2 separate regions of the Sus scrofa genome follow, and region 1 is linked to region 2. The links are chromatin contacts, called in public HiChIP or PLAC-seq maps. All regions are on one chromosome and are shown on one strand. The core of a region is the stretch at or near the end of the contact, and the rest is flanking DNA. Distances in the headings are between cores, read along the strand shown.

Region 1 (6,220 bases), core at 2,258-4,757, 62 kb after region 2:
TCTTTCCAGACCACCTCCAGCCACACTAGGGTGAGAGACAACACAGATTTCTCACCTCCTAGAAGAAGGCCCTCTTCATGGTATACGTCTGGCACGTGCCAGGGCGGAGGAGGGGCAGTCGGGAAGTGGTCAAGAAAAGTCTTAAGTTGGGGTCCCTGACCCTGAGGACACAGGTGGAGGACACAGTGTGAGCAAGAAACATGAGAACTGCGTGCATGTGGAAACAGGTTGCTTCCAGGCAGAAATCTCTTGGCCATTTACCATATTTGCCTAACCCTCTGCCTTAGCCCCAGACAGGCAGAAGTCCTTGCCTGCAGAGCCGCTTCAGCAGCTCTCAGGTTTCGAGAAACTAGAATGGCTCGCTTCCAACCCGTCCCTCTTTGCAAAGTCACTCACAGCCCCATGCCCCGCCCGCAGCCAAGAGCCATCGCTGTCACTTAGTGGGTACGCTGGGGGTGGGACGAGACATCTGTCTAGCATGAGCCTGCAGTCTGTTCTGGAACCATTGCCCGTGCAGTAATCTTTCCTCCCTACCTCCCCATTTTAGGGTTTTTGCCAAACTATTTACTACCTCCTTATGAGGAAGTGGTGAACCGACCTCCAACTCCTCCCCCACCATACAGTGCCTTCCAGCTACAGCAGCAGCAGCTGCCCGCACAGTGCGGCCCTGCAGGTGGCAGCCCCCCAGGCGCCGACCCCACCAGGGGCTCCCAGGGGGCACAGAGCAGCCCCTTGTCTGGGCCCAGCAGAAGCAGCACGAGACCCCCAAGCATCGCTGACCCTGAGCCCTCCGACGTGCCAGCAGACCCTGCAGCCACCAAAGCCCCTGGAATGGAGCCCAGCGGCTCTGGGGCCGGCCTGGGGGCGGTAGACCCCGGGGCCTTCCTGGACAAGGATTCCGAATGTAAGGAGGAGCTACTGAAAGAGCACAGCTCCGAGCAGGGCAGCGCCCTCCCTGACAGCAAAGACAAGACGCCAGGCAGACATCGCCGCTTCACGGGTGACTCGGGCATCGAGGTGTGCGTGTGCAACCGGGGCCACCATGATGATGACCTCAAAGAGTTCAACGCACTCATCGATGACGCTCTGGACGGGCCCCTGGACTTCTGCGACAGCTGCCACGTGCGGCCCCCCGGCGACGAGGAGGAAGGGCTCTGCCAGCCCTCCGAGGAGCAGGCCCAAGAGCCCGGGCACCCCCACCTACCACGGCCGCCCGCCTGCCTGCTGCTGAACACCATCAACGAGCAGGACTCCCCAAACTCCCAGAGCAGCAGCTCCCCCAGCTAGAGCAGGCCCTGCCTGCGCCTGACAACTTGGCGAAGCAATCAGGGTAGGGGAGAACCACGAGAGAAGCATTAAACGACTGTGCCCTTTTTCCCCTCCTCTGCTCCTGCATTTTCCTGCATCTCCAGGTACAGTTGGGGAAGTGGGTGCCTCGCCCCCCCACAGAAGCACAGTGTGGTGGAGGGCCGAGAAGCTGTTCCAGGACTCATTCCTCAGACCCCACTCCACCCCACCCCCCTTTACCTCTTTGCAAGTCATGTCTCCCTGCCTGCTTGGGTCAGAGAGATGTGTGTTTCAGAAGCCCCCGAGGCACGGGGCGAGACTCTGCCCCGAGAGACTCTTGGTGATGGAGTGGATTCACGTCCTGGTGTTAGTTGTAGAGAACCTCACCGTGTCTCAGTCCACGAGAGGCGGCAGGGCTCTGGGTGAAGAAGGAAGCCCACAGAGGCCCAGGGACTGCTGCCCTGACTGCCAGTGTCTGCAGAGCTGGAACTGGGCTCCTGTGGGAGGCTGCGAACCGATAGGCAGTCGTGTGGTCGGTTGGCAAGGGGGCTTGTTGCGCTCTCAAGTTCAAGGTGATGAGATTGAGGCGCCACCTCGCATCCTGGAGGGGCCCCTTCCCAGCAGGTCTGGCTGGCCGCAGACTGGTCCAGGTGTGGAAGGTTATACCCACCTTCTCTTTGTTGTTTTTTTTTTTTTTCTTAAAAAAAAAGAGAAAAAAAAAAATCAAAAGCGAGCTGAAAACAAGAACTTGACCAGTGGGCAGACAAGAATTCTGCTTTGGAAAAGGGAAGTTTATGGCTCTTTCCCAACTTGACCTTCAAAGAGCCTAGCTACAGTCGAGCCAGTTTTGTGTGCAGGCTTGGTGGGGGGCTGTCTCTGGAACGCCTGTGAGTGAGCAGGAGGCCCTGCGCTGCAGCAGTGGATGGAGGCGCAGCTTTCCGCATCTCTGCCCTTTGATCTGTGCCCACAGGTGACCAGTGCCCTCCCCCATCCCAGGCACACTGTCTGCTGGCCTTCACTGTTCTCTATGAACAAAGGAGGAGGCTGTGGGTCCTGAGAGAGGGTGGCCCCACAGCCTGGCTCTCACGCAGTATTTTCTCTTGATTCTGAATCCGTTGTTTTGTTTCTTTGTTGCTTTTTTCAAACTGACCACTTGGGGAAAAACATGCTTTGGTTATCTGTGGATTTTGTGCCCTTTCTCTGCTCCACCCCACCCTGGAGTGGGGTAGCTAATTTTTGTAGCCTATGTAAAGGGTCTAAGTGGCCCAGGCAGGAGGGTGGAGGCAGCCATCCCGAAGGACCCCAGGATCCTGATTAACTATAGTTTGGCTTCAGATAACCAGTTGAGCTTCGAGAGAATAATCTGAGTGGAGAAAGCGAACTGCCGAAGCTAACATTCCCTGTCCAGCCCTGTTCCTGTGAAGAGTTTGGTTCTTCTCCCACTCTTGAACGATGATATTCAGACTAGCCATTGATGTTATGTTAAGAAAGGAAGGTGTGTATCTCTCTCTATATGTATATATATGAATACACACGTATGTGTGTGTGTGTGTGTATATATATATATATATATATATATATACATATATGTGTGTATATATACACACACACACACACAACAGACAAATCCAAGGCTGTGAGGTGACTGAGTGTCTGTGTTTGGAGTCCACAAAACCAAAATCCACGTCGAACATCGTGCATTCTGTATACAGTGACTTTTTGGATAACCTGTGTGTGTCTGTCCGTTGTGCGTGAGCCCCTAGCCCTGTTTTCCTGTGAATATACCTTGAACGGCAGCCACTCTGCTCCCGTTACCCACACGTTTGGAGCAGGGGGCGGCCCTCTCGAGGTAATTTATTTTACGCATTTACTGTTTACTGAGCAAATGTCTGACTGTGCACTCGGGTGTACTCAGCAGCGCTGTCGACCGCAGTCCCTACGTTTGCCAGATACTGTGCTCCAAGTAGAGGTTTTACTCTACCCATCACTGCAATTTGCACATTGCTCCGTGGACACTCGGAGGCCTGTGTTCTGTTCCCTGAAAGCGGAAACGTGCTCTGAGCCTGTCTGCCTCCCTCGGCTGCTCCTGGCCCTTGGTGTCAGCCCCCGGGGGTGTCCACAACCACACGGGACAGAAGGCCAAGGGTGGAACCTCAGACAGAAGCCGAATTGGATCTTCTTCAGTGACCAGCTCGGACTGGCTGTGGCCCAGACGCCGGCCCTGCCCAGAAGTGCCAGGAGGGTTTGGCGGCCACCACAGTGCCATAGGGCTTCCCTCCCTCTGCTGAGGTCCAGGGCATGCGAGCGAGCACGCCCGTGTGTGGCAGAAGTGGGCAGGAGTGCGCTGGCAGCCCTCAGATGCCTTTCCTTCAATCTTTTTTTTTTTTTTTTTTTAAATCCCAACAACTCCCTGAAGTGTCTCAAAAGAGATCAAGTTTTACCAAAATGAACCCTGCTTCAGTTAACTGGTCAAATGGATGTATTCTGGCCCTCTCAAGTTTCCTTCTCCAACAGAGTGGGGAACTGGTCCACGCGTTACCTGCTGGGTTCACTGCAGCGTCCCACCCGAAAGGCACGAGAAGAAGAAAACGCAGCGGGCAGAGCTGGGCTTGAGTCCAGCCGTCAGTCTGGCCCCTGCTACACGAGGCTACCCTGCACGACGAAAGCTGGAAATAGGAATTGAAGGGCTCGTGAGGGGGCCTGGGAGATTCGATGGAGTCTGGTTTTCCAGGCGAGAGGGGCTGGTCGAGGGTTTGGTGCTACAGTCGGAAGATTTGCAAATGCTAACACATTCCTGTGTGAGGCACATCACCCTTTGTCAGTTATTGTGAATATGTGTATTTTAAGCAATAAGATTCAGCTGGTCAGACTTTTCTGGGCAGTCTCGGTGACGCATTTCCCGTGCTGTGATTGTTCTGAAGACAGAGTGGCTCTTAACCACTGTGAGAAGCCCAAATAAAATCCATCCCCAAAACTCGACTGCTCTTTTTCCTTGTAGCACTCATTCCCGTTTCTTCCTCCCCAGACTTGAAGGGGTCGCACCTCGATATTCCTGAGCGCACATGCCCTCCGCTCCTCCACGCAGAGGCTGAGAGAGGTCACACAGCCGTCGGGGACAGGCTCCTGAGCCAGGGACAGGCTGGCTCCGCTGCAGAGGGCACTTCTATCCGGGGAATTTCCCAGCAAACCCTCTCTCTGCCGAGGGTGTATTTGTGATGTTTGAAAACTTTGGTAAAGTCCCACAAACTAGTTAATATCAGACCCCCCGGAAGCAGAAACAAGTCAGAGACCCTGAAACTAAAGCATGACATTTAAGAGGCAGCAGGCACTGCGGGAGATCTCTTTATTGATACGATAGACCTGTGGATGAGCACTTGGCCTCAAAATACAATACACGACGCATGTGTTATGGGTCCCCGCTTTGTGCCCAGCACTATGCTGGGTGCCAAGAAGAACATGGAAGACGTGTATAAGACAAGACCCTTGCCTTCTAGAATTTAAATGATAATTGAGAAGACAAAACAATTAGCTGATCAACAGTGTGAGGGAGGTTGAGACAAGTGAGCAGTACCAATTCAGAGCAGCTCGGCCAGTCCTGGGAGGTGGTTTGAAGTCTCGCATTCCAGCAGAACTGGAATCAGAGCTGAGTTTTAGGAGCCACCAGTGCACCAACATCTGCCATCGTGGGCCCATGAGTCTTTCCTAAGACTCGTTCTATTTTCTGCTCCGCTTAAGACCTTCCTCCTAGCACTTTGTGCCACGTGTAAGCCGCTAGCTCCGACTGGGAATGCCTCAACTCAGGAAGGGGAACCCTCCCACCCAACAAGACTTCTGTTTGGGCCACATGCAGGTGGGCAGAGCAGGATGATGAGCATCCTCGGAACCCCCCGATAAGGGGTTCAAGCCTTTCTGAGTGGAGTGCTCACCACCGGGCTGGCGGGGGATGCTGGCAGAGAGCGATGTTCTCTCCAGCCCCCGCATTTGCTCAGCAGCCAGCTATGTCATTTCTGAGAGTCCAGTGTAATCCAGGCATGTTCCTGCCCCTATCTGACCCTGGGCTGGAGGACATTGCCCTGGCCCTTCACTGACTCCAGTGGGATGGTTGCTGCCTACTTCCTTTTAAACTGTTGGGATCCTCTAGGCAACCCCAAGGGAGCCATATGAGCATCTAGGGACAGTTGTAAAATCGCAGGAAGGAAGTGGCAGCGTACGCCATTCTTGCCTCCTTTGAGCTGATGTCTGGGTGGCACAAAACCAAAATGGTACAGCTCTTAGGAGCTGCATGCCAGAGGCTGTATGTGTACCCTTACTGCCCAGGTCTGTAGGGCCCCCCTCACCACACCCCAGGCTCCTGGCTCACTGCATTGCTCACTTATCTAGTGAGGTACAGCATTTGCTGTCTCTGTTGCTCCAGGTGACCACGTTCAGCTGGAGACAGTACCAGTGCCCTGAAGCATCAAAGAATGCTTTGATGAACAAGAATTTCAACAAACTCCCCATTCTTCAGTTTCCTCTATTTTCCACCAGGGGGCAAAAACCAAGGTTTGACTCAGGAGAAGGGGAGGGAAGTGGGTTGGCCGACTGTTGACAAAACCTGCTGGAAACTTGCTTTTCGCTGAACCTGCTGGGAAGGGTGGTGGGTCTTGGGCGGTGTTTGGGATACAGTTTCCAGCTGGGGACAAGTGACTGTCCTTACTTAAAAGAGCTGAGCATTTATGGAATACCTACCACGTGCCAGGCTTTGGGAAGGCACATATGCCTTAGACCTGGCTTCTCTTTAGAGGAGCTAATATTGTTCTAGCAAGGAAGAAAGGCACATAAACAGTTCTGGTAGCACGTGGTAAGTACCATGAAGCATGTGTGCACGGGATGCTGTGAAAGAGAATGTAGCCCATATGGGGATTTGGGGCAGCCTTCCTGGAGCAGGGACCTC
Region 2 (7,131 bases), core at 3,909-6,408:
AGCCTCCCTGGATACCTGTTCCCTCCTTCCTTTTTGCCGATGGGGCCTTGAAGGCCAGGGTGGATTTGGGGGGTAAGGGTGGGGGCGGGAGGATGCCTCATGCTTCTTCCAGGCACCTGGGCTTATTGGACTCTAGGGGATAAACATGAACAGGGGAGAAAGGCCAGGTCTTCTGTCTGCTCTCACCCAGTCCCCAGCCCCTGGAGACCAGGAGCTGAGACCCCCTTAGGAAGAAGTTGCTGGGACCCTGGGGAAGACACTTGAGCAAACTATTTGGAAAAATTAGGAAACCTTTGGGATTCTGGTCCCAGCCGGGGTTGAGCAAGAAGCCCTCTTCTTTTTCTCACCTGCTCTCAGGCGAGGGAACCTTTCACCCTTGCAGTTCCAGCTCCCTCAGGAAATGGGAGGGAAGAAGCCGGGTCGCCTTGGGCCCCTCTCTGCTCTTTCCCTTTCTCCTGCCCAGTGCCCCCCGTCAGAAAGCTTCTCTGGGAGTCTTGCTAAACTTGAGTTTATCAGGCACCCAGGAATTTTTAGTGGAAAGAAAGAAGAAAAAAAAAAAAAAAAAAGGGACATTGTGTGGAGTTCCCTGATGGCCCAGTGGGTTAAGAGTTCAGTGTTGTCACTGCTGTGGTGTGGGTTCAATCCCTGGGCCAGGAATGTCTGCATGCTCTGGGCGAGGCCGAAAAAAAAGGACGTTATGGAGGCAGCAGAGTTTCGTGGTGCTTCAAGCCATGTCCGTTGATACTGACTTCTTTCTCCTGCCCTAAAATCATATCTGATTCTGCTTCTCTGTGTCTAAAAGGTAATTCCACTAACCGTGAGTAAAAACAAAGGAGGGAGGCATTCACTGAACATTTTCATGGGTATAATTTCCTGGCTGCCTCCCTTCCTCAGCCCACTGGGTTAACACCAAAGAGAGACTGGTGCGGACTGAAGAGGAAAGGGAAGTTTTATTTGGACGCCTCTGAGAGGAAATCAACCAGGACCAAAGAGCCTTAAAGGACACACAGCCGAGCGCAGCCACTTGCCCGTCTCCGCTTGGCTGCTCTAGGGGATTTAGCAAGCCTGTGGGGGAGGGCAGGCTGCTGTGGCTGACCTGGGGCCAATGTCTGTATGAGTGGACATTGTCTAGTGGAATTTACTGACTGATCAAAGGATGTCACTGTGAATCCCATTTCTTGAAAGAGCACAATGAAGTCTGTACACTGTGTTAATAAAGCTGGATGGAAAGCAGGGTCTGGTCTTACTTTGGCCTTGGCGTAGAGGAGGGTATGGCAGCTATAAGGGGAACCTGTCTGGTGCCTGGAGGCCTTTGTTCAGCTTCCTTTTTATGGAAGGAAAATCCACCTGTCTTTTGCTTGAGGCTCCAGAGATTCCCATCTCACAGGGGCGGGAGTTGGCAAACTATGGCTCGAGGGTCCAAATCTGCCTGTTAATCTGCTTTTTTTTTTTTTTTTTTTTTTGTCTTTTGCCATTTCTTGGGCCTCTCCCACGGCAAATGGAGGTTCCCAGGCTAGGGGTCGAATTGGAGCTGTAGCCGCCAGCCTCCGCCAGAGCCACAGCAATGTGGGATCCGAGCTGCGTCTGCAACCTACACCACAGCTCACGGCAACACCAGATCCTTAACCCACTGAGCAAGGGCAGGGATCGAACCCGCAACCTGATGGTTCCTAGTCGGATTCGTTAACCACTGCACCACGACAGGAACTCCCTGTTACCTGTTTTTTAAATTTATTTATTTATTTATTGTAGGGCCGAAGGTGCGGCACATGGAAGTTTCCAGGCTGGGGGTCTAAGTATCGGAGCTACAGCTGCTGGCCTACGCCACAGGCACAGCAACGCCAGTTCTGGCTTACACCATAGCTCATGGCAGCACTGGATCCTCAACCCACTAAGCCGGGCCAGGGATTGAACCCACATCATGGACACTAGTCAGGTTCATTTCTGCTGAACCACAGTGGGAACTCCTATTATCTGTTTTGGTGTGCCTGGGAACTGAATGGTTTTTACATTTTTAAAAGGTCATGAAAAAGAAAAAGAGGACTATGTGAGACCCTGTGTATGTGGCATGCAGAGCTTAAAATATTTACTAACTGGTCCTTTACACGAAAAGTAATGGTTCTTGAGAACATACATGATGTTCACCCGGAGGGCTTCTCAAAGCATAGATTATAGGGCCCCATCTAATTGTGTGGTCTGGGATGGAGCCTGCGTATTTGCATTTCTGGTAATTTCTCAGTGATGCTGATCCTGTTGGTCTGGGGACCGTGTTTGAAGGACCACTGCTCTAAAGAGCAGGAGCCTCCTCTCTGAGGTCAAGGTACTGACTGCAGTTTGGTCCCCCCCCCCTTAAAAAATATTACAATATAATTCTCATACTATAAAGTGGTACCATTTAAAGTGTACAATTCAGTGGTTTGGGGCATACTCACCAACTGTCATTACTGTCTAGTTCCAGAATATTTTCATTACCCCCCGAAGAAACTGTACTCATTAGTGGTCACTCATCATTACCCTCATCCCCCAGCTCCCTGCTAACCCCTCATCTATCTTCTGTCTGTGGATTTGCCTATTCTCGACATTCCAGATAGATGGAATCACACAATGTGGCCTTCTGTGTCTGACTTCTTTCCCTGAGCATAATATTTTCAAAGTTCATCCATGCTGTAACATGTACAGTTTAATTTTAGCTGATGTCTGAGCAGAAAAGTCTGTGTCTTGGAGCTAGCTTCCTTAGGACAGGAAATCTGCCTTCAGCTTTTCTCACTTCCACAGGCAAATAAGGAAAACATTACCAGAGCTAGGCAGAGCTTGGAAGCAATTCTGAACTGAAGTTCTTTCAAGAATCCCCAACCTTTCTTTCCCAATTCCTTAAGCCTCCTGGCATTCCTTCTCTCTTCATAGACTGTTACTCTCGGAAAAGTCTGGAGTAGGTAGTGGCTGCAGTTCAGAGGCAGATGAAAATGAGTTCACTCAAACTGCATCTCAGCTCTGTTTTGCAAGGCCTCTCTGCTGTCTTTGAGTTGGCTCCTTCAGGATGTGGAAAGAGATGGTTACGGTGACTAAAATGCCTGTGAGAAGTGCTGATCCAGATGGGGCAGGTTGTCATGTTTGTCTGTCAGAGCTTTCAGGTTAAGGGAGAAAAGGGAGTTAGGACAAAATGCTCTGTGTTTGCCAGATTTAAACCATTGGGGTTTCCTAATGATGATGATAAGTGGCCTTTATACAGAGGGCTTATAACTCCTTGAGGCTAGGACTAAGAACTTGTGCTATGAAAATAATGTGGCCCTTGCCTAGTACTTAATCTTTTCCTCTCTCCAGGAGCTTGATAGTGGAATGGATGAATTTCTAAGAAATTTAAGTTTGTCAAAAATACGTGCAGCACTTGGGAAAGCAGCGGAGTTCCCATCGTGTCGCAGTGGTTAACGAATCCCAACTAGGAACCATGAGGTTGCAGGTTCGATCCCTGGCCTTGCTCAGTGGGTTAAGGATCCAGCATTGCCATGAGCTGTGGTATAGGTTGCAGACTTGGCTCGGATACCGCATTGCTCTGGCTCTGGTGTAGGCCAGAGGCTACAGCTCCGATTCGACCCCTAGCCTGGGAACCTCCATATGGCCCACAAGGATCGGCCCTAGAAAAGGCAAAAAGACAAAAAACAAAAAAACAAAAAACAACAACAACAACAACAAAAAAAAACCCAAAAAAACAACTTGCAGCACTTGGAAAAGCAGGATCAAGATAGAGACAGAACTGATTTCTTCACTCTTACCTGTTTCCCACTTTGCCATCATTTAAACCAAGAACCAACTCCCTCTGGGCTCAGCTATGGGCTAGAATGGGCCAGGCTCTGAAATGCTTTGGCAGGTTTTTTGAGAGGAAATTGGCAGCTACAGGGCAGCTGGCTTCTCTGCTTTGGGTCTTCTTTTGTTCGTTTATTCTCCCAACATTGATTGAGCTCGTGACTGGGCCCTGTACAAGGTGCTGTAGGAGTTTCTTTAAAAAAAAATGTGTAAGATCTGGTGTGCCATACAAAAAGCTACACGTCTAGTGGGAGGGGTCAAGCAGGCAGAAACTACAGATAGATACACTGTGTGCTAAGTGTTATGTGAATTCAGAAGAGAGGAGGGGGTGGGAATGAGGAGTTTGTAAACAGGAAACTGTGTAAAGTGTAAATGAAGTTAAGGGCACTGCATAGCTCAGTACTCTGGGGAGCTCTAAACTGTTACGTGTGAGCAGGATGTGGGAAGTGAAGCGGCAGTGGGTGAGATAAAGAGGTATGCTGGGACCAGGACACACAAAGAAGCATGTTAAAAGTTGGGACTATAAGTCCAGTCCAGGTGGTTGAAGTATTTCGAGAGGGGAAGCCCTGAGATGAGAATTCTTGGTTTTAGGTGGTAGAGCACCCCAGCTTTGGTTGGTGAAAGGGATTCAAGAAAGAATTGGAACTGGGACAGAAGAGACCATTTGTATTTAGCCAGAAAATGAGAACATGGATTGAAGCAATGGGGATGGATTTCAGACCTATTTTTAAGGTAGAATCAATAGAATTTCGTCTCTCTCATTTGTGGTGACAAAGCACTGTCTCAAATAAAGGTACTGCCTTATAGGGAATTCAAATTGACTGAAACCACTGTTTGAGATCACGAGCGGGACCTGGTACTGGGGCTATGCTTAAAGACAAAAGACATCAAAAGCTCTTTAGACTGCAGTTGTCTTTCAGAGCGCTCGGTTACCTTCTAAAATGAACTTATTTTCCAACACCCCTTAGAATTGCTATACCCCTTCCCTTTCTTTGCTGAACTGGGGAAATCTTCCGCCACACTCAAGATGGCGGCACCAAAATGGACTTCTATACATGTTTTGGATTGCCCAGCCCCGTGATTCCAGCTACTTCCGCCACTCTCTGCGGAGCAGCACGCGTTTACGCCTCCTCGCAGCACTCAAGATGGCCCGGCTTCCTCCTACTTTTCATTGGCCAGCTCTCTCCGGTCTTCCGACATCATGAGGGGGCGGGACTTGTATTTGATCGACGGCTGTTTTAACCAATGGAAAAAGGGATAAAACCAATGAAGCGCTGGAACTGGAGAACCATCCCAGCGTCTGGGAGGTGTTTCGGCTGGGCGGGGTGGAGCAGAGCCGGAAGCGGGTGGGGAGAGTGAAACAGGAAAAGAAGGGAAGAAGGAAGAAGAGGGAAGAGGAGGAGAGGGAGGAGGAGGAGGGAGGCGGCGGCGCCGTGGCGGAGGAGCAGGAGCAGGAGGGGGATGGAGAGGAGAAGGCTCCTGGGTGGCATGGCGCTCCTGCTCCTCCAGGCGCTGCCCAGCCCCCTGTCAGCCAGGGCCGAACCCCCGCAGGTAAGGGGGAGGGAGCGTCTGGGCCAGGCTGGAGGTCTGGGGGTCGTCGAGGCCTGGCTGGAGGGGGCTGAAGGGATGTTGTCAAGAGTCGACGGGTCCCAAGAGGGGCACCCATGTCTGGAGTGGACAGGATGTAAGGGGGCGTCGGTGTTTAACTGAGGGACACCTGTGACGGCTTTGGTGTCAGGGAAGTGGCAGAGGCATGGTACCAAGTGAGTGAGGGGTCTTTGAGACGGCAGTTAGGTAAGGTGGGATGGGATGGCTGTGGCCGGATAGTGGTGCCAAGCAGGGGCATGAGGGGCGCGCATTCTTGTCTCACAGTGTCTCCAAGGCAGCGATGCCGCGTTTACGTCTGTGCGGATAGGGGTCCGTGGGTTATTGAGTGGGCCTGAGAGGGAGGGAGGGGCTGAGAGGATATTTATTTCAAGCTGCACCTGGGAAAGGTCTAGGAGCCTCTAGGCCCCATTTTTAATGGTGTTGGAGGCAGGGATCTTGGAAGGCAGGTGAGATGAAGTAGACTGGGGCTCCTCAGGAGCATGGCACACGAGCGGTAACAAGCTCTCACTGTTGGGCGGGCTGGCTGGTCTGGGGGAGCCAGTCACCGATGTCGGTCTGGGCCAGCTCGGCGTTTTGAGCAAAGGGTGGTGCTGATGCCAGTAAGGGCAACAAATGGAGCACCCCAGCTTTTCTTGCTAGGTGGCTTGCCTCTTATCCAGGCAGAGAAGCTTGTGCTGATTTCAGCTGCTGCTGGCATTTCGAAACCTTAATGGGAGCGTTGCTCCTGGTGCCAAGTTGGGTGGGGTGCAGCAGGGGGAATCACCCCTCCTTCCCTTGCATTTGGCAAGGCTTTACCATTCTATTTTCTTCACTTTCTGTTCCCGTCCCTGTCTTTTCAGAAAGGCACACACACAGAGCAAAATGGCAGAGTCTCTACAGCTTAGCATGAACTTTGTGTTGTGATCAAGTAGACGCAGAGTACCAGCAAAAATACACACACTTATCTTTTCCCTAGGAGTTTATGGGCAGTCTTTTCACATATGCATCTTGTCTTGCTCATCCTCTATGTAACAAATTAATTTTTTAAATGACCTGAAGTGTATATAACATAAACCATTTAAAACCACTTAACCATTTTAAAGTGAATACTTCAGTGGCATTTAGTACACTCACAGTGTTGTGCAACCACCGCCTCTATCTAGTTCCAAAACATTTTCATCACTCCAAAAGAAAAGCCTGTACCATTAAACAGTTCCTCCCCATTCCTCCTTCCCCCATACCCTGGCAACCACCAGTCTGCTGTCTCTGTGGATTTATCTGTTCAGGATATTTCATATAAATGGAATCCTACAGTATGTGACCTTTTGTGTCTGGCTTCTTTCTCTTACCATAATGTTCAAGGTTTATCTGTTTTTGTGGCTGAATAATACTCCATTGTGTGGCTACACCACAATTTATTTATTCCTTTATCTATAGAAGTATCCTCTGCTTCTCTCAAAGAATACATTTACGTGTATTAGAAAGAACGCACAAAAGGAATATAGCTCATTTTCTGACCCAATACATTGCTTTTTTCTACAGCTGGGACTCTCCTGTTTTAGGCTTTGTTGGGGTTGTTTTCCCAGTTAAAATCATCAACTGACAGGAGAAATAAATTTGCTTTATCTTCTAGAAAAGTTACAATCTTTAGGACTGGTAAAGCTAAGAAGTATAGATGTTGAAAGAACAAAATAGAGAACTGTTGCTTTTCCTTTGCCCCTGCCTATTTCTGTCGCTGTCGCT

The links. HiChIP or PLAC-seq counts read pairs in DNA pulled down with a chosen protein or histone mark.
Region 1: an H3K27ac HiChIP or PLAC-seq map of skeletal muscle shows a contact between it and region 2, with 3 times the contacts expected there. The contact joins the enhancer-like site here to the promoter of WBP1L in region 2. A contact is called at or near these places in 3 of 5 promoter capture datasets (fetal liver and liver), 19 of 47 Hi-C or Micro-C datasets (blood, embryonic fibroblasts, epiblast stem cells and 10 more) and 2 of 2 datasets of contacts at active chromatin or transcription factors (alveolar macrophages and skeletal muscle).

The regions. Positions count from the first base shown.
Region 1 is chr14:113,796,299-113,802,518 of Sscrofa11.1, forward strand. WBP1L (WW domain binding protein 1-like) reads left to right here. Exons shown (of 4, transcript XM_001929157.7): 4 at 548-4,266. The coding sequence ends at 1,287. Among named protein-coding and RNA genes, the nearest start is that of CYP17A1, 21 kb to the right of the region's middle. Within about 2 kb of position 3,508, at least 6 of the 83 cell types and tissues checked have an H3K27ac peak or open chromatin away from gene starts, as enhancers often do. A contact at or near this core is called in skeletal muscle, where this site is marked.
Region 2 is chr14:113,732,600-113,739,730 of Sscrofa11.1, forward strand. It overlaps WBP1L (WW domain binding protein 1-like), which reads left to right and starts at 5,159. Exons shown (of 4, transcript XM_001929157.7): 1 at 5,159-5,352. The coding sequence starts at 5,263. It overlaps SFXN2 (sideroflexin-2), which reads left to right. Exons shown (of 12, transcript XR_002338747.1): 12 at 1-1,233.